Linked DNA regions of Mus musculus: all the other regions are linked to region 1. The links are chromatin contacts, called in public promoter capture Hi-C maps. All regions are on one chromosome and are shown on one strand. The core of a region is the stretch at or near the end of the contact, and the rest is flanking DNA. Distances in the headings are between cores, read along the strand shown.

What was found. Promoter capture Hi-C pulls out the DNA fragments that hold promoters and counts their contacts. Capture Hi-C pulls out chosen DNA fragments and counts their contacts.
Region 2: a contact with region 1 is called in a promoter capture Hi-C map of liver, with 6 times the contacts expected there. The contact joins the promoter of Polr2i here to the promoter of Zfp607a in region 1. A contact is called at or near these places in 2 of 39 promoter capture datasets (cranial neural crest and liver).
Region 3: a promoter capture Hi-C map of cranial neural crest shows a contact between it and region 1. The contact joins the promoter of Syne4 here to the promoter of Zfp607a in region 1. A contact is called at or near these places in 2 of 39 promoter capture datasets (cranial neural crest and hippocampal neurons).
Region 4: a contact with region 1 is called in a promoter capture Hi-C map of adipose tissue, with 5 times the contacts expected there. The contact joins the promoter of Zfp74 here to the promoter of Zfp607a in region 1. A contact is called at or near these places in 1 of 39 promoter capture datasets (liver), 1 of 115 datasets of contacts at active chromatin or transcription factors (large pre-B cells) and 1 of 9 other capture datasets (adipose tissue).
Region 5: a promoter capture Hi-C map of cranial neural crest shows a contact between it and region 1. The contact joins the promoter of Arhgap33 here to the promoter of Zfp607a in region 1. A contact is called at or near these places in 2 of 39 promoter capture datasets (the 3T3-L1 cell line and cranial neural crest).
Region 6: a contact with region 1 is called in a promoter capture Hi-C map of liver, with 3 times the contacts expected there. The contact joins the promoter of Zfp14 here to the promoter of Zfp607a in region 1. A contact is called at or near these places in 3 of 39 promoter capture datasets (hippocampal neurons and liver) and 1 of 9 other capture datasets (liver).
Region 7: a contact with region 1 is called in a promoter capture Hi-C map of liver, with 6 times the contacts expected there. The contact joins the promoter of Zfp146 here to the promoter of Zfp607a in region 1. A contact is called at or near these places in 4 of 39 promoter capture datasets (the C10 cell line, hippocampal neurons and liver).

The regions. Positions count from the first base shown.
Region 1 is chr7:27,858,844-27,862,267 of GRCm38.p6, reverse strand. Zfp607a (zinc finger protein 607A) reads right to left here and starts at 1,683. Exons shown (of 5, transcript NM_001024726.2): 1 at 1,512-1,683.
Region 2 is chr7:30,230,302-30,233,895 of GRCm38.p6, reverse strand. Polr2i (polymerase (RNA) II (DNA directed) polypeptide I) reads right to left here and starts at 1,822. Exons shown (of 6, transcript NM_027259.1): 1 at 1,492-1,822; 2 at 1,360-1,414; 3 at 1,073-1,146; 4 at 915-989; 5 at 778-829; 6 at 509-611. The coding sequence starts at 1,550. The coding sequence ends at 549. Tbcb (tubulin folding cofactor B) reads left to right here and starts at 1,699. Exons shown (of 6, transcript NM_025548.4): 1 at 1,699-2,316; 2 at 2,627-2,770. The coding sequence starts at 2,203. It overlaps Ovol3 (ovo like zinc finger 3), which reads left to right. Exons shown (of 4, transcript NM_001289817.1): 4 at 249-599. The coding sequence ends at 457.
Region 3 is chr7:30,313,053-30,316,401 of GRCm38.p6, reverse strand. It overlaps Syne4 (spectrin repeat containing, nuclear envelope family member 4), which reads right to left and starts at 1,586. Exons shown (of 8, transcript NM_153577.2): 1 at 1,316-1,586; 2 at 1,002-1,140; 3 at 29-172. The coding sequence starts at 1,443. Alkbh6 (alkB homolog 6) reads right to left here. Exons shown (of 7, transcript NM_198027.3): 7 at 2,099-2,483. The coding sequence ends at 2,220.
Region 4 is chr7:29,952,515-29,955,727 of GRCm38.p6, reverse strand. Zfp74 (zinc finger protein 74) reads left to right here and starts at 1,663. Exons shown (of 6, transcript NM_178384.4): 1 at 1,663-1,873. C230062I16Rik (a long non-coding RNA gene) reads right to left here. Exons shown (of 4, transcript XR_003946630.1): 1 at 1,772-3,213.
Region 5 is chr7:30,533,323-30,536,975 of GRCm38.p6, reverse strand. It overlaps Arhgap33 (Rho GTPase activating protein 33), which reads left to right and starts at 1,916. Exons shown (of 22, transcript NM_178252.3): 1 at 1,916-2,050; 2 at 2,764-2,873. The coding sequence starts at 2,796.
Region 6 is chr7:30,049,498-30,052,975 of GRCm38.p6, reverse strand. It overlaps Zfp14 (zinc finger protein 14), which reads left to right and starts at 1,580. Exons shown (of 5, transcript NM_178733.5): 1 at 1,580-1,631.
Region 7 is chr7:30,168,398-30,172,058 of GRCm38.p6, reverse strand. Zfp146 (zinc finger protein 146) reads left to right here and starts at 2,318. Exons shown (of 2, transcript NM_011980.4): 1 at 2,318-2,400. Gm5113 (predicted gene 5113) reads right to left here and starts at 2,184. Exons shown (of 3, transcript NR_157376.1): 1 at 1,845-2,184.

The DNA of each region.
Region 1 (3,424 bases), core at 434-2,933:
AGGCCAGCAGAAGGGACCCATCTTCCACCCTGAGCTCCAGCTCGCCCTGCACCTGGGCCGCTTTTTTTTTTTTTTTTTTGTAGAGACAGGGTTTCTCTGTGTAGCCCTGGCTGTCCTGGAACTCATTCTGTAAACCAGGCTGGCCTGGAACTCAGAAATTCACCTGCCTCTACCTCCCAAGTGCTAGGATCAAAGGTGTGCACCACCACTGCCCAGCAATCGCATTGTTTCTCACACTCCCTTGTCCTGCAGAACACTGAGGGGAATGAACCCAAGATGGCCTCACAGAGCAACAACTAAAGCACACCAGGCCCTTAGGATATGGCGGCATTGCACTAACAGGCTTCACCACAGGCATCCTAAGGTTCCTGACAGGCCTGGAGAGCCTGAGGGGACAGAACCAAGACTTCAACCTGATACCACAGATCCACACCCACTATCAGCCACGGACGGCATTGCTCATCTGGATCTGGCCAGTGTTACCCATTACACACACACACACACACACACACACACACACACACACTCAGAAAATCACTAGCTCTCAAAGATGCCAAATTCAGTGCTATCACTTTCCCAGCTGAAATGGTGAACAGACATAGTCAACCACCTGCAGTTTTCTGCTGCTTTGAGAGGCAGGCCTGTAAAGATAGGATGAGTGATGCCATTGAAATAGGCGCCAATTTAACAGATCGGGATGTAAAAGCCCTAACGCTAACCTCTGGAGACTCCTATCTATAATTTGTTCAGAAAAAGAAGTGATTGTAGAGAGACGATGTCAAGGGATGTCATTGGAAGGATAATGCGAATACTAAGTGGAAAGGGAAGGGACAATGTAAGGGACACAATGGTGGAGGTATCAATTTGCCTGTCCCTCCTTCAGTTACTGACAATTCCATATTCTAAAACTAAAACCTCATTTTCAAACAAAGCACAAGCTCATTCTTTAATCTTTGATGTGCAGCAATAAAGTCCTTATTCTACTTCAGCCCTCCTTTGTAATGGCTGAGGCACGGAGCCTGAATAAGCGCGAGATCCCAGACTATATCTGAGAGCATCCTCAGGGAGCACTTTCTGCTACTCTGTCAACACTCACGTGGCTAGGATAGGGCTCTGGGAAAGTCCTGGGGCTCAACAAGTAGCTGCCTGCTCTCTTAAGCAACCCTGGAGACTCTTCCGGCCTGAAATGCTCCTCCCATGCTCAACTCTGGGCCTCAGGGAAAGCTTCCCTTCAGTGCGGACTCTTCTCTCAGAAGCTTGGTCCTCTGCTTCAGCCCCTGTGGCCAGGGGAGAAAGTAGGAGCAGAGAGCAACAAGCCGGGTGACACTGGGTGACAGAGATAATGCAGAGAGCTCAAAGTGTGCACACTCGGACAGACAGACACACACACACACCACCACCACCACCACCACCACCACCACCTGCAGCAGCACCGTCCCCCCACACATAAATACACAACCACCCCACACCGCGGTCCACATCCACACCCAGCCGGCTGGTTCCCGCCTTACGTGGAGACCGAAGCCAACTAGAGATTTCTTCCTCCGACCAGAAAGATCGGACTTTCCGCATTAGCGGCACCAGGACACCCAGAGCCTATCCACTACTTCTTGCCATGGTGGCCCTGAAAACTACAGCCCTCGCTACCGGAGATCCGAGAAGCCCAGGGCTCCAGAGAGATCCCAGCATGCAACTTGGCCCAGCCCATTTGAGAGCTGCGTCCTGTGGCTTGTGAGAGTTCCCAGGGGGAGGGGGGTACTCCCCGACTTTAAAGGGGAGGCTCCCTCCTGTGATCAAAATAGTTCCGGGTTCTACTAGTAACTGATTTTCTCTCCTGTGGAGCTGACAGACAAACTGAAGTTTTAAAGTTCAAAAGAAGTAAGATCAAATCAGGCTGTAATTGGCTGTATCTTTGCTTGAGACTGAGTGGGATTCCACCTCGCTGTGCTCTGGTGGGGACTATGGTAAATTGGAAAAGACTGAACTAAAGAATTGTTGGGTTTGAACGTGGGTAGTTTAGCGATTTCAGAGAGAAACAGAAGTTCTAGACACTCCCAGGGTTCATTGTCGCTGTGTTGGAGTTCAGGAAGTCGCCACTCAAACCTTATATACATACACCAATCTCAGTTAAGCAAGACTAGTGTATTAAACACGTACCATAATACTGGAGTTCAGGACTGCAAAAAGGACTCGGGAGCCTAATTGTAGTACTGGTCTGCTCTCAGGGTAGGCTTTTTATATGAGAAACCAGGTTCAAACGTTTAAAGGGCAGGGAGGGGAGCTGTTGGCTTCCTAGGCAAAGTATATTTTTAGCAACCTTTAAGCTGATAGGACCTGAGTAAGGTGGGGGGTGGATGGGTGGTGAACTGGGGAATTTCAGAACAGTGAGATAACAGAACATGAGTATTAAAACTTTTTGGCTTATTAGCAGCATTCTTCAATGTCAGCCCCAAAAAAAAAAAAAAAAAAAAAAAAAAAAAAAAAAAAAAAAAAAACACTGAGCTCATATGCAGGTACAGGAAGAGCTGCCCAGTGGTCAGCTTTACTCAAGATATTTTAGACATAACAGTTGCTATTTACCTTTGATTCAATGGGTCCTACATACAGCTTTGTGAAATAAGATAAGCAAACCTCATACAGATCATTGAGAGCACACAGAACAAAACAGGGTATGTGGCCAGCGTGTCCCTGAGCTCAGTCACTTCTCTATGTCAGTGACTGGCAGGCATGTTACAGCAACACTGTGAAATAGCTGGCAGGCATAGAACAGAATGGCTGCAGCTATGCTGGGGAGCAGGGGAGTCAGACCATAGCATCTGTTATCTAGACGGGAGAATGTGAGTGAGAGCCAGATCGGTATGCATCAACAGAGCTGTGCCCATTAGGCAGTCACTTACATCATGTTGGACTGAGTGGATGAAGGACTAGCATGTCCAGGTAGCCTAAACAAAAACATACACGTGTTTTTAGAAAACCCTATTTATTGTAACGTGACACTATTGAACTTTCAAAACTACTTTTGTTGTCTCCTGTATTTACACGAATTTTCCAGAATGTGAGTAAACAAATGTTGACGAGACTAGACCACGCTAGTAATAAAAGTAACCGCAGTAAAATGTAAATTATCTAAACGCCGAAGTATAGGTTTGTCACATTAGATTGAAAAACAAGTCAGACCCAGCCATGTGTTTACTACAGAAAAAATGTTAAAGATAAATACTCCAGCAGATTCAAAGTGACCATCCTCACATAGTCAAAAGGAGACTAAATTTGATTTTAAAGTCGAGGCAGATTTTGGGCCAAAGGACATTGCCAGTGATAATAAAGAGGGCAAGTCAGTCATCAAGTGACAGTAAACATGGCTGGGCGTGGTAGCAATGCCTTCTATCCCAGCAATGGGGAGGCACAGCCAGCTGCATGTCTG
Region 2 (3,594 bases), core at 573-3,072, 2.4 Mb before region 1:
GATATATTTCCAGGTTCCAGATTGAGAGCAGGCAAGTAGCTAAGAGTCCCTCCCTCTCTCACAAGACGCTTCCTGTTGAGGGATGGAGGAGACACATGGCCTGGCTCCTGTTGCCTTAAGCAGAAGTAGCAGATGGCTAGTGGACCACAAACATAAGTGTCTGCCTAGCTAGGAATAAAGATAGGGAGTGGCAAGGCCAGAAGCCTACGCTCCAAGGCCGCCATCGCCCTCTCTGCTCATCTTAACAGGAATACGGCCATTCCGCTGCGGAGCCTGTGGGAAAGCTTTCACCCAGCGCTGTTCCCTGGAAGCTCACCTTGCCAAGGTGCACGGGCAGCCAGCCAGCTACGCTTACCGGGAGCGCAGGGAGAAGCTGCACGTGTGTGAAGACTGTGGCTTCACCAGCTCTCGGCCGGATGCTTATGCGCAGCACCGCACCCTACACCGCACGACCTGATAAGACTGGCTGCTCCCTACCCACGAGAGAAATAAACACGGGAAACACTAGTGTAGAAACTGGCATTTATTACAGGTGGAAGAAGGAACGATCACTCAGTCCAGCGGTGGCCGCAGTGTGGGGCAGTGCAAACATAGTACAGGCGCATGGCGTCCTAGCAATAAGAACGTTCAGTCAGGGTCTGGACCCAGAGGATAGTGTGAGGACCAAAAGAAACGATCAAAGAAACTTTCCCAATCTTGATTTGAGTAAACAGGATCAACCCAAAACTGGCGTGTCCCCCCCACCCCTACCCCCCCAAGCACCCAGCCGCCACTCACCTCAGCTCGGGCACTGTGTGACTGAAAGAACACTGCCTCCTTGTGGCCACACCTGAGGGAATGGTTCAGTTACTAAACCGCGAAAGACCTCTCTGTGCACAGCCACTCCTCTTTCCCTATGCCAGCTGCGTACTCACTTCTGGCACGGGTGGTCCTCCGTCCGGGGCAACGTGGGGTCCTGGGACACGTCTGCGATGATCTGGGTCAGCTCGCTGCAGGCATAGGGAAGTAATTAGCGGTCAGGCCGGGTGTCCTAAGAGGTGACCCGTGCCCCAAGCGAGGTCCCGCCACTCACTCCACTTCGTGCGTGATTTTGTTGACGTAGATGCAGCTGTTGTCGGCTTCCTGCTGGTAATCGCAATTCCGGCACTGCAGACGGGAGAGCATGTGGGAGGAGTGTCACAAACAGATCAGATCTCCAACAAGACTGGACAGGAAGGCAGGGTGTTCCCAAGGAGGGCATGGACAACATGGGAGAGAGGGTGTGCTGAGGGGTAGTCAAGAGGCGAAAGCGTGGGGGAGCCAGCAGGGAGCGCGCAGGGAAGGCGTGAACCCGCGGGCGAGAGGGTTGCCGGTACTCACCGCGTACAGCAGAATGCGATTTTCCTTGTCCTCCTTGGGGTACAGCATGTTATTACTGTGGGGAGGGGAGGTCAGAGGTCAGCCCTGGAGCCAGTCCTCACTGCCTTCCCACACCTACTGCCCGGGCCTCACCATTCCTGGCAGAACCGAATACCCACGAAGCCAGGCTCGTACGTCCCGTCGGGTTCCATAGCGACTGGGCTGCTGAGCCTTCTGCGCTTGCGCGGGCGCGCTACGGAACGCGGGAAGGGTCGCACACCGAAGCTGCACCAAACTAGGGCGATGCTGCGCGCATGCGCGGGTTCCTTATTTTTTTATTTTTTTTATTTTTTTTTTTATGGATGTCTGGCTGACGGCTTGCGTCGATCCTTTGATACCCTCTGCTACTCACTCCCGATTTCGGAACCTGCTTCCCAACTCCGAGTGGAATGGATCTAGGACAAGGGCTGGGACTATGATGCGCGATGTCATCCGCAAGGCGCTGAGCGTGAACGAGAGAATCCGCTGCTCTCTTCTTGGCCCAAGGCCAGTGCACATGCGCCGAACTTACACTCGGCGGACCGGGACAACTCCAGCCATTCTTCCCGGCTTCGGCCTCCTCCCGCCCTCCTCTCCTGCTTCCCGTGCACGGAAGGCCTCTCGGGATTGGTTGGACGTACCCGAGAATCCGCCTGTCCGTGGAGAAAGAACAGCAGCGATTGGCTGGCCATGTTAGGTGGAGAACTTGCATTGGTCAGCTCCAGAACAAGGGGCGGGACCTATATCCCAGAAGCAGCGGCGGCCACTGCGGAGCCGGTGTGAGACGGCTGAACCGCACCGCGGGCCACTCCGGGGCGCAGCGAGATGGAGGTGACGGGGATATCGGCGCCCACCGTGATGGTTTTCATCAGCAGCTCCCTCAACAGCTTCCGTTCGGAGAAGCGATACAGTCGTAGCCTCACCATCGCAGAGTTCAAGGTGTGGCCGTGGGGGCGGGGTCCGGAGGGGCGGGGCAAAGAAAAGGGAGTAGGGGGCTGAAAACTAGTGGGCGAACCTGGAGGGAAGGTTGCAGAGACTGACAGCCAGCCTCCCAGGCCTGGGAGCCCCGGAGAACAGAGTCCACCGAGTAGGGGCAGGACCCGGGAAAAATCAGACACTCCAGAGAGCCGAGGGGGCGGGTCCAGAAGGAACTGGTCCAAGGTGGGTCTTTTTGGAACTTGTTTGTTGATCAAAGTCTGAAGATGAGGCCTCTGACAGCCTTTCTCCTCATCTTGCCTCTTTACTGCAGTGTAAACTGGAGCTGGTGGTGGGCAGCCCTGCTTCCTGCATGGAACTGGAGCTATATGGAGCAGACGACAAGTTCTACAGCAAGTTGGATCAGGAGGATGCACTGCTGGGCTCCTATCCTGTGGATGACGGCTGTCGCATCCATGTGAGGACACCCTTTCCCGGGACCCGCCCCACATTCATTCACTAATTTATTTCTTCAACAAATACCATGTTTTGCCCAGTGTGATAACCAGTATAGGCTCTAGCCACATGGAAGCCCCAGTTCAGCCTGGTCAGAAGCAGACATTCAGTAGACAGTGACAAACCAGAGTTGTCTGAACTGGCTTAGGGGGAGGGAGCTCACGGGAAATTCATCAGAGGTACCAGGCTTTACCTGGGGATATCTGAAGAGGCTTCCTTGAGGAATGGGTATTTGAGCTGATATCTAGAGAATGTTCCATGGAGAGGACAAAAGTATAACACTGTAAAGAACTGAGGTGAGCCATCAAGTTCTGGCCCGATTGAGAGCAGCAAGAACACAGAAGGCCTCTGTGTGTATCAGCTCACATCATTCTGCCCTCAGCCTCTCCCCACCTTCCCTACTCATTCCCTCCCTGCTAAACTCTGTCCATTCCTTTTTCCAAATCTTTACTGAAGGTGTCATCCACCACCGTGGCCTATGGTGGGCCCAACACACCTGTAATCTCAGCATTCAGGAGGAGTTAGGAGGCAAGCCTAAGAGAAGCAGTGGGACTCTGTTAAAAATGAAAAACTAAAAAGGTGGCACACGCCTTTAATCCCAGCACTTGGGAGGCAGAGGCAGGCGGATTTCTGAGTTCGAGGACAGCCTGGTCTACAAAGTGAGTTCCAGGACAGCCAGGGCTATACAGAGAAATCCTGTCTCGAAAAACAACAACAACAACAACAAAAAAAAAAAAAAAAAAAAAAGTCAGAGGCTGGTCATGGAGGCTGTCAACTTGAGTTTAG
Region 3 (3,349 bases), core at 337-2,836, 2.5 Mb before region 1:
CCCTATAACCTGGCCTCCCACTGCCTACCTGCATCTGGACAATCCTGTTGTGGGCCAGCGTCCAAGACCCAAGGCCTCGTTCCAGGTCCTGCAGCCGGAAGTTCAACCTCAACAGACAAAGATGTAGACTGTCCTGTTCAGCTTCTAGTACTTCCAAACCAGAGTCAGAGTGCTGGAGATTCCAGGGGACCAAAATCAGGGCCAATGGGCCAAGACACTACCCCTACTCCCAAGCAGGCTGCTGCCTTGTGGATGTTTCTCTGAAGCCACACCCATTCGAGAACCAACATTTGGGCTGCTCCCACTTGGCAGCCCTTTACACCAAGGCTGAAGACATCTAATTTAAGATTTCCAGGTTCCCGAGCCTTCTAGAAAGGTCTTTATATGGGTCTAAACTAGGAAGGATAATGGAGCAGAGTACCCCCAAAAGGAATGGGGTTATTAATAAAATTCTCATTTCCTACTTGGTAAAACGTGGAAATATGTCCAGCTTGGAGATGATAAAATGTAACTCCAGTTCTCTGAGGCAAGAGAACTGAAAGTTCAAGGGCAGCCTGAGCTACACAGTGAAAGCATATCTCAAATAAGGAGGTCGGGGGAACCGGGGAGATGGCTCAGTTGATAAAATGTTTGCTGTACAAGCAAGTGCTCAAAGAACCAAGCATGTGGCACCGGCTGGTCAGTGACTGGAGGCAGATTCGTGGCGCTCACTCACCAGCCACCCTAGCCAGGTTCAATGGGAGACTCTGTCACATAGTGGAAAGTGACTGAGAGACACTGGCACCGGCACGCATGATGTGCCTGTATCCCTGCTCACACTTAGGCACACAGAGTAAATACACAAAACGATTAAAAATAAGTGAAATACTGATTGGCAACCAGATGTCCTTACGGTGTCCCTTCCTCCACAGCACCCCCCAGAATCATATCATCTGAGCAAGGGGCAGATTCCGGGGGACAGACAGGAAGTGGGACTGGAACAGAGGGTGTGCTCAGCTCACCTCACAGGGCTTGCCCCCGTCTTGATGCTCATGGGAAGAGGCCAGGGGGAGTCTTGAGGGGCTGGTGGCAGACTCAGTGCTCTTCAGTTCACCCATGCAATGCTCAGGCAGGCCCAAGGAGGCCTGGACCTGCTCTGGCCTAGAGAGGAGAAAGGTTGATGGGCCACCTGTGAGGCACAGTGTCTCCTTTTCCACCTCACCATATGCCCACTTTTCTCCATGTCCTTCTTCAGTCAGTCACACATGGCCCTTCCCACAGACCCCTCCCTCCCTCCCTCCCTCCTTCGGAACCACTATCAAGCCCCAGTCCCCACCTGCTTGTCTCTTCCTCAGGTGCAGGGCAGATGGTCCCTCCGACAACATCCAGCTCTCTAGGAGCTGCCAGGGGACAATTCACAGGCTCTGGCGGGAATTCACGGCCAAGAGGTGGAACCAGGGCCATGGCCGTGCACTTGGGGATCGTCAGGTGAGGATGTCCAGTAACAGCAGCCGCTTTCTTAGACAGTCCAGACCCCCATGCTTTCTCAGCAGGACTCACAGCCTAAGTCCGAGGCTACTGAGGGGCCCAGGGGCCAGCCTAGCTCCACCCCTTCCTGGAAGAACCTGGACTAGAGAAATCTGATGCCTGGCTGAGGTGCGGAGGCATTTAACTCCTTCCTCCCCAGCAGGAGAACCTAAACCTTCCAATACCACCCGCTCGCCATCGTGGGGCTTTGAGAGAAAACGTCACCCATCTCAAGACCTTGGATCCTGTCACCTTCAGGGACACCTGTGTCTCAGGGCCCGTCCCATTCATTTAAAGTCTCAGGTATAAGGATACTGAAAAAAAGTCCCAGCACCTGGCAGCTAAAGCCTGTCACCTCAGGCAAGCTGGTCTCAAGTTCAAGGCCAGCCTAGGCAACTTATGGAAGCCCTATTGCAAAACTAAAAAATAATGCAATTGTTGCCTGGGTTGTAGTTTAGTGGTACAGCATTTGTCTAGCATCCAAGAAGCCCTAGGTTCTATCTCCAGTATTGAAGGGGGAGGGGGGGGCAGAGAGAAAGAAACTGAAGTATCTCTTCCCATCTAGTTAAAAAAAAAAAAATCCAAAACGAGTAAAGGTATTTTCTGTTTATTTGGAATGGTGTCTTCTCCATGGTTTCCATAGTTACTGGGGAAATAAATAACCCTGGACAGCTACCTCTGCCCTAGGGTTCCAAGGTCTTAGAACCTGGTGGTCACTTGCTCAGCAGGAGGCTGGCGCGCAGCACACGGGGCACGCGGCGAATGGTCAGTGAGACACGGGTGCCGCGCACCAGGTGGGCTCCGGGCAGCGCTGACTTGCAAGCGGTGGCATTGGGTGGCAGCGAGGTGGCGTCCAGCTCATCCACACGGGTAGCTGAGATGCCGTGGAGCAGGCGTGTGTAAGCTGTGCCCCGGAGCACCAGCAGGCTCCGTGGTTCCACCAGCAGCGAGGTGATGGGCCGTTGAGGAGGCCTGGGCTGCGGGAATCAGTTGATAATGGTAAATGGATATCCAGAGTTTGGGAGTGTGTGAAAAGTCAGCGGGCATCCGTAGCTGGTCAGGGGACAAGGGTCAGCAGGCCCTCAGGAGTGGTAATCTATAGGTTCTGGGGACAAGACTATTGGCCCGCCGTGTGTGTGTGTGTGTGTGTGTGTGTGTGTGTGTGTGTGTGTCCAGTTCTTTGGGAGGAGACAGGGCCTATGCTGCATTTTAAGACATAAAGGGCTACTACATTGTGGGAGCTTCAGCTGGCATCTGAGGGGCTGGGACAGACATGGGCAGTCCTAGGGATACTTACGCAGAGCTAATCTGGGGGTGCACTGCTGGGGTCAGGCTCTAATACAGAGGTTAAAGGGAATGGCCTATCCCGGGACTCTGGCTGTTAGGGAGGCTTTACTCAGGAATGGTATTACAGCAAGCCTGCCTGGGTAGAAGAGATGGAAAAGACGGAACTTTAGGGAGTGGAGCTAACATCTGGCCAGGGTGTTCGGAGAGTTGGAGGAAGACTCTATGAACACTGGGGTATCAAGAATGCATGACTTAAGAGCTAGCAGTCAGAGATAAGGGTGTCCCCAAAAGAGCCGTGTGAGGTTAAGGGGAATCTAGAGGTGATAGAGCATATGACTAGAGTTTCAGGACGCTGGTATTAAGGTGCCCTGTACAGTCTAGGAGGACACAGGGGCACACATGAGTGAATGACACAGTGGGATATCTTGAGGATGTCAAGAATATGCATTGGAGCCAGGCACGGGGGCACACGCTTACAACGCTGGCACTGGGAGGATGGGACAGAAAGATGGCAAACGTGAGGCCAGCCTGGGCTACATACATCTGTTCACAAAAA
Region 4 (3,213 bases), core at 414-2,913, 2.1 Mb before region 1:
AGGCAAGCACTCTGCCACTCAGCCATGCCCTCCGTATTGTCTTCATCTGACTCTGTACTTCATTCAAACACATAGTATTTTTCTTCAGGAAAAATTTCAAGATTTTGAGAATAATACCTAACTCTCTGAGTGTGTATGTATGTACACAATTCTTGGAGTGTAACAGTGGAAAACATGATTTGCTGGGTTAGGCAAACATTTCTGGAGTCATGTGTGCTTGATTGTGTTCACAGTATATATGATATTTGTGATGTTTAAATGTGCTGTGGTAGATTTGTGGAGAGTGTCAGATTGAGTCGGACAAACGTTGAAGGGTTAGAATCATGGATATGTGTTTGTGTATGGAATTCTCTGTGGTGTCTGATTAGGAACCAACACTGTATGGGAGAAGCTATCTGTGGTGCTGGGATAGACAGAAAATAAAAGTTAGGATGGGGGTGGGCCTGTCAAACAGAAGCTGGGCGATTTATCTGAGCTTGAGGCCAGTTTGGGCTACATGTCAAGCGATGGCAAATTCAAGAAGTTTATTTGACAGCAACAATATTATGAAAGGAAAAGAGAAACAAACTATTGCTTAGAGTTCTATATTCTGTGTGAAATAAAATAATGTTGCTTAAATACTATGATAAAGGAACTATGTACACTATACTATCTATCTAAAGCAGGGGCTGAGAGACAGATTAGGCATCAAGAGTACTTGTTGCTCTTGAAGAGGACCCATGTTTCATTCCCAGAACTCTCAGGGAGTGGTTCACAAGCACAGGCCACTCCAGTTTCGGGGAATCGGATGCCCCCTTCTGGTCTCTCTGTGTATTGCATGCATGAACTGCAGACAAAATACTCAAAACACGTCAAGTAGAAATAAATAAACCTTTAAAACAAACAAACAAACAACAACAACAACAAAAAACCCTTGTTCACTAAAGAGTATTATCAGGACAATAAAAGGACAAATTACTCCTACAGCAAGGGTGGAAAGTATTTGTAAAAACGTATATCTAATAACGTCCCCCTCCCCAGTGGTGATTGTTTTGTTTTGATGGAGAGAGAACGGCTAACTGGTACAAGGGTCTAGTTGACTAGTAAATGGCTCCGTTTCCTTAGGATCTAGTTAGTATGTAGACATTGCTCAGCAATGGTGTTTACAATCCTACGTTAACAGTCCAGTAACACTGTCGGTCAGAACAAGGAGTCTACGAAGTATAGACAAAAGCATGTTTCTGACAAAATTGGAAGATAGCAATGAAACGCTGCAAGAGAACACCCAGCCATGATTACAAAAGTGGTTGCAAATTCACACAGTTTTAAATGTCACTGAACTTCAAGGTCTCTTAACTCTATAAACTCCACACCCTGACCCCATAGTCTAGTTCTCACACACACGTATTCACGTAACTCCTCCTTCTGCCTGCTACCAAGAGTTTGTGACTCCGGAGGACCATCCCCATCATAAAGAGGTAGACAATCTCGGGAGAGAGCCCTGATCCAAGGGAACTAAACAAACTCAGCCGTGCTCTCTTCCTGGCTCAGACTCCCTAACCCTGAAAGTCTCATAGCCGAGGGCCAGTTTTTCATTTGGGTGAGCACAGGTCTCGGGCCGCGAAGGGCTCTGGGAAATGTAGTTCAAAGCAAGAACGCAAGGGATCCTTTCGGATTCTTCTCAGTTGCAAGTTGCACCCCCAGGCTGTGAATGCCAGGCCGCGGGGTAGCCGCTGCTACAAAACCCGCCCAGGCTCAAGCCGGTCCCCCTGCCGCAGCGCCGCGCCCTTACCCGAGCCTTGGCCACTCTCCTGACTCGCACGCCGAAGGCCAGACCCGCCCGGCGAGCCGCGCGGCCCTCTGGGAAGTGCTACCCTGCGCCTAGCGGACCCAGGTTTGTGGGTCTTCTTTCCCAGCCTAGCAGCACCAGGCCGTAGCCCGGAGGCTGTGAGCCTTGGGCGGCGTCGGGTTGGGGGATCGAGACCCGTGGCCCGGCTCAGCGTTGAGTCCCGGAAGCCGTGAGCTGGAGGCCAGGACTCTTTGTGCTGGGTGGAAGCCAGGGCCCTGTAGAGCGGTCGCGGGTGTGGGTAGAGGACGGGATGCCTGCGGTTTGCAGCAGCCGTGATGTGACTATAATTTGCTCGTTATCCTTTATGTGCCTTTACGAACGTGGGTGCACATGTGATGGCTGAGATAATGAATGAATGCATTAATGAAAAACTCTGTGGGTGGAAGTTAGGCGGGTAGGATTGTGTGGAGATGTGTGAAGACCGCGTTTGAACGAGTGCTACCTTTAGCCGTTTATAATAATTGAAAATATTTTTATATGAAGCATCAGTATCTCCAGGACTTGACTATTTTCCTGTATTGACAAACTGTCTTGTGTACATGACAGGCGAAATTCATTTGCCTTGCAGCCCAACTCCATTTCCCAAATAGCAAGATACAGAAAAGCCCAAAGACTAAAAATTATTTATTTCTCCTAGTCAGTCATGCAGCTCCTGACAAATTGACTTCTTTACACTCGTGAGCATGAACGCGTACATTTATGTGCTCATATAAAGAGCATGGCCTCTTAAAAGAGCAGTAACGGGCTGGAGAAATGGCTCAGTGGTTAAGAGCACCGGCTGCTCTTCCAGAGGTCCTGAGTTCAATTCCCAGCAACCACATGGTGGCTCATAACCATCTCTAATAGGATCTGATGCCCTCTTCTGGTGTGTCTGAAGATGGCTACAGTGTACTCACATAAAATAAACAAATCTAAAAAAAAGAAAAAAAAAGAGCAGTAACATCATATATACAGTTCTGTAACTTACGGCTCTTATTTAACCATTGATGTTGTTAACATATTGACATCAACAATTACACATTTCAAGTGTATACCATTTAAACACACACACACAACACACACACACACATATATATATCCTGATTAATTTCTGTTTTCAACCTCTTGAAGTTATAAACCAAGTTCATGCAGAACTGTTTGGCAATGCTGTAATGTACCCCATTTCCTCCCTCATACCTCCTCTTGTTTCCTCCCTCTCTTCGGGTGGCTTTTAGAAGTGGAGTTGATATGTTAACAAGCATATCCTTATTAAAATCTTCCAAAATCTAAATAATTATACCCAATGTAAAGTTCTAACATCCTACAATATTACTGAAATAATCAATGCATCAGTATTTCAGTAATATTGGAATAGAGATATACCCTGGATAGCAATGAATACTGTA
Region 5 (3,653 bases), core at 667-3,166, 2.7 Mb before region 1:
TTTTGAAACATTCCCAAAGATGAGTTGGATGGGTGAGTAAAGCAATAAGTAGATGTAAGACAAAATGAATATAGTAAAATGTTTTAATGATAAGAGCTAGCTGGTGGATGTGTGGGTGTCAACTTTCCCTATCTTAGAACTTTTCATAAATAAAATGATGGCAACTATATATGATGAGGGTTAGGTTGAGGGTTTTTGTGTGTGTGTGTGTGTGTGTTTGGTTTGGTTTTTTAAGACAGGGTTTCTGGGATTCTTTAATCTGAGATCAATGTTGTTTTGATATATGTATGGGATTTATGAAGGGAAATGGGATAGATTTCTGACATGCAATTCTCTATGTCAGAAACAAGATAAATGTGGGTTTTCATCCTTTTGAACAAACCACACACTTGATTGAATCAATAAGGAGGTAGCTGTTTAGACACAAGGAACAATAGAAGATATTCACAATAACATCCTGATCAAGTTAAGAGGGGGCACTAGAAGGCTGCCCGAGGAAGTCACACTTAAGCTGAGATTACCTACTTGACCGAGGCCATCTTAACTGTGGCTGGGTAACAAACCACCCCCAAAACTTAGTAGCATCATCACTCATTACACTTATTCCCTCCCCCCACCCAGCACTTTCCATATTTCGCCATCCCAACTAGCTTTTCTCTCGGATGATACATATTTATATTTATTTTGTTCATTATCTTCCCCCATCAGCCTTTGATTTGGAGGTTTTAAATTTTTTTATTTAATGCATACAGGTATTTTGCCTGTGTATATGTTGGGGGTTCCATGTGTGCCTAGTGCCCACAGAGAGCATCTTCTGGACATCTTGGAGCTGTAGCTGGTGAACAGTCATGTGGGTGCTTGGAACAGGGAGTAGAAATCTGAGGACTCTGGAAGAGTAGTCAGTGCTAACTGCTGAGCCATCTCTCCAGTCCCTAATTTGGTTTGTTTGAGACAGATTTTCACTATGCAGCTCAAGCTGGCCTCAAATTCATGATTCTCCTGCACCCACTTTTCCAGTGCTGAGATTACAAACCGAAATCACCTAGTTCATACTAGCCTTTGAGCTTCCATATGGGTAAGGCTGTATTTTTTTTTTTTTTGATTATTGGTATATCCCCGAATTAAATAATCAAAGTCTTTAAAAGCCTGGACCGGGAGCGTGCTACCGAAACGAGAGGCCTGCTCAGGTCCAGATCAGTGAAAGCATCCTTCCGGAAAGGGTGTGGCTGCAATGCTTTCTAGGCACTTCTCTATCGTTTAAAAAAAGAAAAAAGACTGCACCTGGCTTTCTGAGAGGCATGAATGTCATAGCATTCCATACAGAAGCTTTTCCTAGAAAAAGATGTCAAAGGCTAGCCTCAAATAAGCGAATATAGGGAAACAAGGAAAGATGTCCAGTGAATAGGGGGAGGCCAAGTCGCACAGAGCCTAGGGTGGGGACACAGCGGGGTGTGCGAGATCAAAAAGCTTGTGGGCGGGGTCAGGATCAGGACTGACAGCGTGGGGACTGGAGGACCCGCATTTCGAAAAGGCTGCTTGTGGGGGATAGTCGTAGGCGAACCCAATGAAGCACGTCCGAGGAGCGACCGCGGGAGGAAAGGGCAGGCTGCTTAAGGAGAGAAGTGGCGGCAGCGGAGCATAAAGAATACAGGGTTTTATCTCAGGAGGGCCCTGACAGCCAATGCCAACCATCCATGGGCGTGGCGCTGTCAAACTTCGGGGGGTGGGACTGGAGAGACGGGGCGGGGATGGGGGCGGGAAGTAGAGCAGCACTCAAAGCCAATAAGCAGCCGCCTTGTGGGCGGGGCGTAGCCCTCAGGCCAAAACTGGAGCCAATGAGAAGGGCCTCCGCGTGCCCGCTGGCCCGCCCCTCATGGGGCGCGCGCCAGAGACCCCCCCGGCAGCCGTTAGGGGAGGAGCCTGCGACCGCCCGCGCGCGCCTCACGCCCTCCCCTTTGTGTCACCATGGCGGCGGAGGCGGCGGTGGCGAGGACTGCGAACGAGGGCTCGAAAGCCGCCGGGGTCTGAGGAGGCTACCGCGACCATGGTGGTGAGGGGCCCTCGGGGCCATCAGTCTGTGTGTCCGCGTGCCAGTCTGTCCGCGCGGCCCCGCCCTGCGCGCCCCGCCCCCGGCCCCGCCCGAGCCCGCGGCCTGCGCGCCGCCCCTCACCCTTCCTCGCGGTCCCCTACGGTCTCCACCTCGGTGCGGTCCTGGGTCGCGGCCCGGGCCTCGACCCCGCCCCCTCAGCGCACATTTCCTCCCTCCCCCTTCTGGGCCCTGAAAAAGGGGTGACAGTGGCGGAGGATCCGGACTTGAGAAAAGGGGGCTGGTTCAGGGAAGGACCCGCGCGCCCCATGAGGGCTTCCCCCCTGCAGGCGTCTGCCGAGGCTCCCTGGAAACCAGCCCCCACTCCAGCGCCCTCCTCAGCATCCTCATCCCCAGTCACCCTCCCGACCACCACCTCCTGCTCCCAACAGCCCCTTTCTCATTCCTGAGCCCCACCCCCATCTCACTCCATCCCCTGCCTGACCCTTTTCTTCTTCATTTTCATCCCACGCCACGCGCTCTCAATCCCTCCACCGACATCGATCTGAACCTTTATCGAAGTCTCTCCCGCCGCTTCCCGATCCTTACTCGAGGCCAACATCGCGCCTCCCGCCTCCGTTCCACTTGAGCCTTGGGGCTTCTCCATCTCCTTGTCTTCATCTCCCCTCCTCCATACTGCTCCCGCTCATTCATCCATTCATTCCCTCACTCCACAGACATTCACTGAGACCTCCTCTGTGCAGGCCCCATGCTCCAGGCACAGAAACAGTCAGATCCCATCCTGCCTTGGGGAGCTTCATGGGCTGGCAGGGGACAGACTCTGAGGGTGAGACCCAGGGATGAACTTGGGGTTGCAGGGACACGGAGGAGGGAAAAAGCCCAGTCTAGCAAATCCCCGAATCCCCATCTGGCAGCTGGTTATTTTATTCATCAGAGTTGCCCAGTCTATGCCGTGCAACTGGATTGGCACTGCGTGTCAGGGACCCAGAGAAGAATCATACATACAGTACTAACTCTGTGCTGATCTCTGTTGGGCATTGGCGGGGGTGGGGGTGAGGGTGTCAGCCTGGGGCCCTATTTCCAAAGGGAGAGATGAGTTCCTTGCAGGAAGCATCTCAGAGTGAGATGGATAAGCTCAGGTATAGTTGTGTAGTATGGGATGGAGAAAGCCCACAGGATGGGATGGAGACAATTGTCTGAAACAGCCTTAGATGGACAGAGAGGGCTTTCTGAAGGAACACACATGAGGAATGAGGAGGAGAGAACCTAGTGACGGTGTGCAAACCACATTCCAGTCTGAGGAATAGCCTTTGCAAAGGCATAGAAGGTAAATGAGAAGCTGGCACGTGTGTTCTGAAAAGTTCAGAGCTCTGAGAATTGGGGCAGCAGGGGAGAGACAGGACTGGAGTGGCAAACGGAACCCAGCTCAAGGAAGCTTGGCTCTCAGACCTGAGAAGTCCAACCTCATCTAGAATTCCTGAGAGTCACGGAAGCAGGAAAACCAATCACATTTGTACTTTGTGGAAAGCATCATGCCAGGAGGGGGAAAGATTGGGAACAGAAGACTGAGATGTGGACAGTGGCAAGTGACCGTACCCTTGCTGTA
Region 6 (3,478 bases), core at 331-2,830, 2.2 Mb before region 1:
TGCACTACATCCACCCCTTTATTTATTGTTCTTTTTTTTTTTTTTAATATGTAAGTACACTGTAGCTGTCTTCAGACACTCCAGAAGAAGGAGTCAGATCTCATTGTGAGTGGTTGTGAGCCACCATGTGGTTGCTGGGATTTGAACTCCGGACCTTCGGAAGAGCAGTCGGGTGCTCTTACCCACTGAGCCATCTCACCAGCCCTCTGCAACTGAAGTTACAGACACTTGGGAACCATCATATGTGTTGTGTCTGCAAGAGCGCAAGGGTTCTCAATCACTAAGCCATCTCACCAGCCTCTCAATTGTCACGTTCCTAAAACTAACGTCCCAACGCTGGGAATGTTGACGGATGCCTGTAATAACAGCGCTCTGGAAAGAAACAAGAGGATCGATGAGGATCTTTCAACATCCCCAGCACCTATTACAGAGACATCCTGGCTGATATACCTTGCCCCCCACTATCCCAAACTCTGTAGCCCAGGCCTGGGCTTCCCATCTCCCAGCTTCTGTGATTCCTGTATAACCCAGTCATTTTGGGCACAAGGTCCTTTTGTTACCTCTTGCCCGCTGCACTTGGCCTCTTGGCTTCTAGCCTGTCCTACACCCCACCCCCTCCCCTCACATGGCCCCATTTAGTCCGGCAGTCATGGCCACCCTGGTTACTTTCAGACGCCCCTGCCAGTGCTCTCTCTTAGATCTCAATCCCTTGGGAGCAGTCATGTCCTCCTTTTTTTTTTTTTTTTTTCCATTCATCTTGAATTTGCAGTCTGCATGCTTCAGTCTCCTGAAGACCGGATGAGGCCTGGCACAAACACAAGAAAATGTTAGAGCAGTGGTTCTCAACCTCCCTAAAGCTGCGACCCATTAATACAGTTCCTCATGTTGTGGTGATCCACAAGCTATATAATTATTTTCGGTACTACTTTATAACTGTAATTTTGCTACTGTTAGGAATCCTAATGTAAATATCTGTGTTTTCTGATGGTCTTAGGTGGTCCCTGTGAAAGGTCATTTGACCCCCAAGGGGGGGGGGGATCTCGACCAACAGGTTGAGAACCACTGTGATAGAAGAAAGCATAATTATCTTTCCAGTCTTAGAGGTCTTGGCTTCATCTCCAGTTTGCAAAACAAAACCTAAGGCCAATACCAACGACTAGACCAATATACACAACGGCTAGAAGGGACAGTGGGAGAAAGCAGAGGCAGCGGGAACTCCAAGGAGCCTGAGCAACCTTTCCCTGGGTAGATGTGGGACTGCACCTTTGGAGAATGTATTTTACTGAGTTCCCTGATCATGCCTACACCCTCGCTGGGGTGAGAATATGCTTATCTCACATATTAAGCATGTGATAATGTGATGATGGTGTTCTCAGCCCTGGTAGGGCAACGACACAACCCCCAGCCCAGTGAGCTAGGTTTGGGGTGGGGATTTGGGGGCAGAGGGCAGCGGAATCTCCTAGCCCTTCCAGCTGGTCCAAGATCACACCCAGAGGCCTCCACCCATCACAGCCCCGAGCACGCTTGCGCACTCCGCTGCGTTGGCCCAGTCTTTCCCACCATGGACTACATTTCCCACAGGCCTCTGCGCAGCATCCTTCCGGCTGCTTAGCGCCGGTCCGCTCTGAGAGGTGAGTTGGTCCCTTGCACTGAGGAAATTGTCGCGGGGGCAGCGTAGGTTTGTCTTTAGTTGGCTTGAGAGACTTGGAGTCGGTGACGCTGAGTGGACACCGCGTACCCCGTTGCATCCTCCGTCTTCCCGCTGCAGAGCCCAGAGGCCCAGCATGGCTCTGAGTTCTGTGTGTGAACCTCAGAGTGAGGGCCCTCCGTACAAAAAGACAGCGCAGCTGCCACCGCAGGGCTGCTTTGTACGCGCTCCCTCCCCGCCAGGCAGCCCCGGTGGCCGTCGCCTGTCAAACCTGCCCCTCCGGTGGCGGCCAGTGTCCTCTCCATCCGCGGCGCTCCATTTCCAGTAGGTTATGTGTGTGGAAGGGCTGGTCGCGAGGGGTGTGTCCCCAGGCTACCAAGCCCGCACCTTCCCGGTTTGACCTTTTCCCCAGACTTGTTCATTTTAGGGAAGGCGAGGGAATAAAAGCAGGAAACGATTGTTGTTGCATACATAGAGACCCAACATTACTGCGGAAAAAAAAATAGCCTAACTTTCTTCTTTCTCGTTGTCCTATGAAGTGTACTCCTTGTTTTTCCAGGCATGGGGACATTTACTCCTCATTACTGTGAAAGTGAAAATGAAGTTAGCTTGGAAAGAAGCAGCGGTTTGGTGTTATCTTGGTCAGGGTAGAGGAGACAGATTCATGCAGACTGATAGTAAGCATCACTCAGAGATTATGTCTCTGATTAAATGCGGGTCCAGGCCCTCTTTGTGTGGTTACAAATGTCTTTTGTATTTTTTCTTTTTTATGTGTGTGTGTGTGTGTGTGTGTGTGTGTGTATTTGTGTGTATACACATACCAGCAGAAGCCAGGAGAAGGTGTCTGATTCCCAGGAACTGGAGTTATAGACGGTCGTGAAACACCATGTGAGTACGGGGAATCACACTTGCATCCTCTGCTAGAGCAGCCACTGCTCCTAGCAGTACAGCTGTTTCCAGCCTCACAGGTTTTAAATTTTTAACATGTTCGTTTTTTACGTATGTGAGTGTTTCTGTCTGCTTTTCTTTCTGTGCACCACTGAGTGTGACTGCGCCTGAGGAGCCCTGAAGAGGGCATCGGATTCTCTGGAACTGGAGTTACAGCAGTCACGTAGGTGCTGAGAGTGTAACCCGCTGATCCATCTCTGCATTCCAGGCTGCAGCTTTCTTATCCACGAAGCCTGCTTTGCTAGTTCGTTTTTAATTACTGTGGAAGATTCCTTTGCTAAACCACGCTTCTTACCAGAATAGCACGTTTTGTTCTTGTTTTAAACAATTTGTACCTATACTGACCAGGAATTCACTGTAACCCATGTGATCTCAAATTTGTGGGTGATCCTCCTGCCTCAGCCTCCAGGCTGCAATGTGTGCCACTGTGCCCAGCCAGAATAACACTTAATCTTCAATCAATCTCTGTCTCTTTTAATCCCATTTTAGCAACAGCAGCCAGGTCTAAACCCCTAAATTACCAAGCTCTTCAAAGCCTTTTGCCCGGGGGCGGGGGTGGGGTGGGGTTGGGGGGCTGGCAGGGTACCTCACTGGTAGAGAGCTAGTCTAGCTTAGAGCAAGTGTGGGCTAGGCATGGGGAGCTTACAAAAGGGCCTTTTCACTTGTATCTCACCCATCACATTCTAGTTGCTCCTGCGCCCTTCCCATCCTCAGCGCATCAATCAAGATTTGGTAGGTAGCAGGACATCGACTTTTGCTCCAGTCCTGCTCCAAAAAAATCTCAAGCTTTCACAGTCAACGTGACCTCTTAACCTGGTGCTTTGGCCTTCTGCCTCTGTGAGGTTGGATTCTTCATGATTCCTCCTTTCTAGGAGTTAACTC
Region 7 (3,661 bases), core at 1,069-3,568, 2.3 Mb before region 1:
GTTTTGTTTTGGCTTTTGGTTTTTTTTGAGACAGGGTTTCTCTGTATAGCCTTGGCTGTCCTGGAATTCACTTTGTAGACCAGGCTGGCCTCGAACTCAGAAATCTGCCTGCCTCTGCCTCCCAAGTGCTGAGATTAAAGGTGTGCGCCACTACCACCCAGCTCCCCACCTTAATGATAATGGATTGAACCTTTGAACCTGTAAGCCAGCCCTATGAAATATTGTCCTTATAAGAGTTGCCTTGGTGCCTGTTCACAGCAGTAGAACCCTAACCAAGACACCCTTTCATGAAAAAAACCCTCTCCTCCCTCAAAAAAAAAAAAAAAAAAAAAAAAAGGTTCAGGGAAAGGAGAATAAAATGGGATGCTTTTTGAATTTGGCTTTGGACAGTCAATAGTTAACTACTGAGCTGTATAGTCTTGGCTCAGCATCATCCTCTTAGAAAAGGGTTGGAAGAAAGGAAACATGAGTGAGCAGGGTACTTTTGGATAGCTGTTCTTCTATCCTGGTGTTCAGGGGATGGAGGTCAGACATGGCTGGGCACTCAGTCCAAACTCAGTGTCACCTTGTAAAACTGAGGTCACTATTGTCCAGGGCCAGAATCTGCCCAAACTTTACGGCACCTGCTGGGGCCAAAACAGTAGTCACAGACCCACTACATTTGGCTGCTGCAAGATATGTCACATGAAAACATCCACACACCAACTCTTCACTTTCTAAGAAACAAATTTTTAATAATTTATTTTATTTTTATTGTATGTACATTGGTGTTTTGCCTGCATGTATGCTTGTATGAGGGAGTCGGATCCCCTGGAACAAGAGTTACAGACAGCTGTGAGCTGCCACATGGGTGCTGAAACCTGGTCCTCTGGAAGTCCAGCCAGTCCTCTTAACCACTGAGTCATCTCTCCAGCCCTAGAAATAATTTTTTTAACTTTGTGTGTGTGCACATATTCAGGTATGTGTGTGCAATGCCATTTTTGTGGAGGGCAGAGTAGAGTCTTGGGTGTTGGTTCTAGCCTTCTACCTTGTAGTCTGATCACTGCTACACACTCCCAGCTAGTTCATCTGAGAGGTTTTGGAAATGCTTGTCTCTGAATTCTGTAGGAGCTTGGATTACAGGATAATTACAAACACAGTATGACAACTGACTTGTGCCACAAGAACTTTACCCACCTAGGCATCCCAGTCAGTTTGCTTGCCACTGTGGTACAATCACTTCCCTAACATCCCTAAAGGTCCTCCTTACATAGTCACAATCACACATGGTGGCACGCAGAAGGCACAGTACTCTGCATCATCCAGCCATAACTGAACATTCACTCAGGGGCCAGTCACTCTTTAGCAAAGATAGTCCACACCCGCATACACACAGTATTACACACTGTCACAAAGTCCTCCTCCTTCTTTCTCCCTTCTCTCCAAGAACACAAGGATACTCACGCACTGCCGACGCAGAGCCACGGACACAGAACACTGCACACAGTACTACACAAGGTCACTTAACCCAGAGATACACAGTCACAGCTACAACTATATCCACACAACCCCAGGAATAAAGGTTATCGAGCACACAACACACTACAGGACCACGGGATACCACTTCCACAACCACAAGATCCCGGAACACATAACATCACATATGTTTGCACAGCAACAATCAGATATACACCTTGGAGACAGGTGATTACAACAGCACACTACTTGTAAGCACTGACAACCGGTCACCACCACAATCAAAACCACAATTAGAATCCCGCAGCCCAGTCCTGCTTCAGCGTGCACAACCCCGTTCAGGACACGCCTGTTCCCCACCCCCGTTCAGTACTCCCCAGACCATTTACCTTGGGTCTCAGTAGAAGGCGCGCGCATCCTGCTTCAGCCAAAGGTAAAGGTTTCATCAAAGTTGAGCTACAATGTCAGCTCGCTATGGACTCTGGGAAACGTAGTCCATAGCCACATCAGCCCCGGACAAAGATGGTGTCCTTTCACCTTGGGGTCTGGGCTCAGTGTATTATTGAGACGCCGCCCGTGAAGTACCAAAGAGGAAGTCCCCACTCCAAACATCTTACCAGGCGTGAGCTTATTTGGGTCCAAGTGACAACAATCTACTCTAAGAAACCCCAAATCACAAGAGGCGGCCAGGTTTGTGCGTGGGAGACGGATAAGCAACCCGCAGTGCCTTGTGGGAAGTGTAGTCCAAAGTCGTAAAAGCAGTATTGCTGATAATAGACAACAGCCTGGCTAGGCTTCAGTGAACAAGCCCTGAGATGTCGCGGAGACTTCTGGGAGTGCTCACTCACTCCCTGAGTGCGCAGACGCAGGGGCAGCGAGTGGACATTTTGGTCTTTGTCCGCGGGTCAGCACGGCCGTCGTGTCCACGTGGCGCCAAAGTAGGAGGTGGGATCTGGGCGTCCTGGGTCGGTGGGTTCGGGAGGTTGGAGGGCAGTGTTTCCGATCTTTGGAGGTGTAGCGCGGGGTTCAGGGAGTGGGCTGAAGAGCATTGGATCTTGGTGAAGGCGGAGGTGGGGGCCTCTGAGGAAAGCTTGAGCGTTTGAGACCGAATTTGACTGCAAAGTTTGACCCACTATTTGGAATGATTGAGTGGGTGTGGAGCTGGGTGTAGGATTGTGGGTGGCTATGCTTCACGAGGCAATGAGGAGACCCATGTTGAAGTATCACGTCTGCGCGGTAGTTCCCGAGTCGAAAGTGCTGATAATTATAACGGGGCCATCTTCCCGAAGAGCATCCGTTTTATTTGATTACTTGAAAGGTGGGATGAAGCTAAGGGTTAAATACTTTTAAAACTGTATTTATTGATGGTGAGTTTTATACGCAAATGCATTTCGTGATATGTGCAGAAAGCCTTAGTAAACATGTTTAGATTTTAAAAGACGATCTGTGTACTAAAACGCGGTTGTTTATGAATGGAGGTAGAATACAGATTACTCTGTCATGCTTAATTAAGGAAACATTTGGTTTGGAATTGTTTGTCCCGGGGGTGCCAGCCATAGACTTCATTTCTGATTTTTGAGGTACTTTAATAGAGCTGTTAGGCAAATTCGAGTTTCGGTTTGAAGAGCGTCATTTCACTAAAAACCCAGGATTAAGGGGTCTAATTTAGATTTAGGTTAGGCACAGTTCCTCATTTAAAGCATATATATATATATATATATATATATACATTTATTTGTGTGGGCATGCTTGCCACAGTCGGTTCTGTCCTCCATCATGTGGGTTTAGGGTCGGAATCCAGGTTGTCAGCCTTGGAAGCAAAGCGCCTTTGCACACCCCCCCCCCCAAGCTCTCTCACTGGTCCATGTTTTTAGTTTTTTGAAAAAAACTTAGTGATTACTGTGCTATATCGTAGATGTCATAACTCCTTCACGAGTACAGTTCTGTGAATTGTGTAGCACATGTGAAAAACTACTTCTCCCTGCTGTGGCAGTCATTAAAGACATCCGCAGCTTTGGCTTTTCTCCTAATGGTAAAAGTTAAGCAGTACCTGATTAAGATTTGCAAGTGGGTAGCTTTCAAATTTATGAATAGCTGCCACTAGTTGATACATTGTAAAAACAAAAAACAAAAAAACGAAACAAAAGTAGTTTTTTAAATATCACTGAAGCTGGACACATACACACCTTTAATTCCCAACACTTGG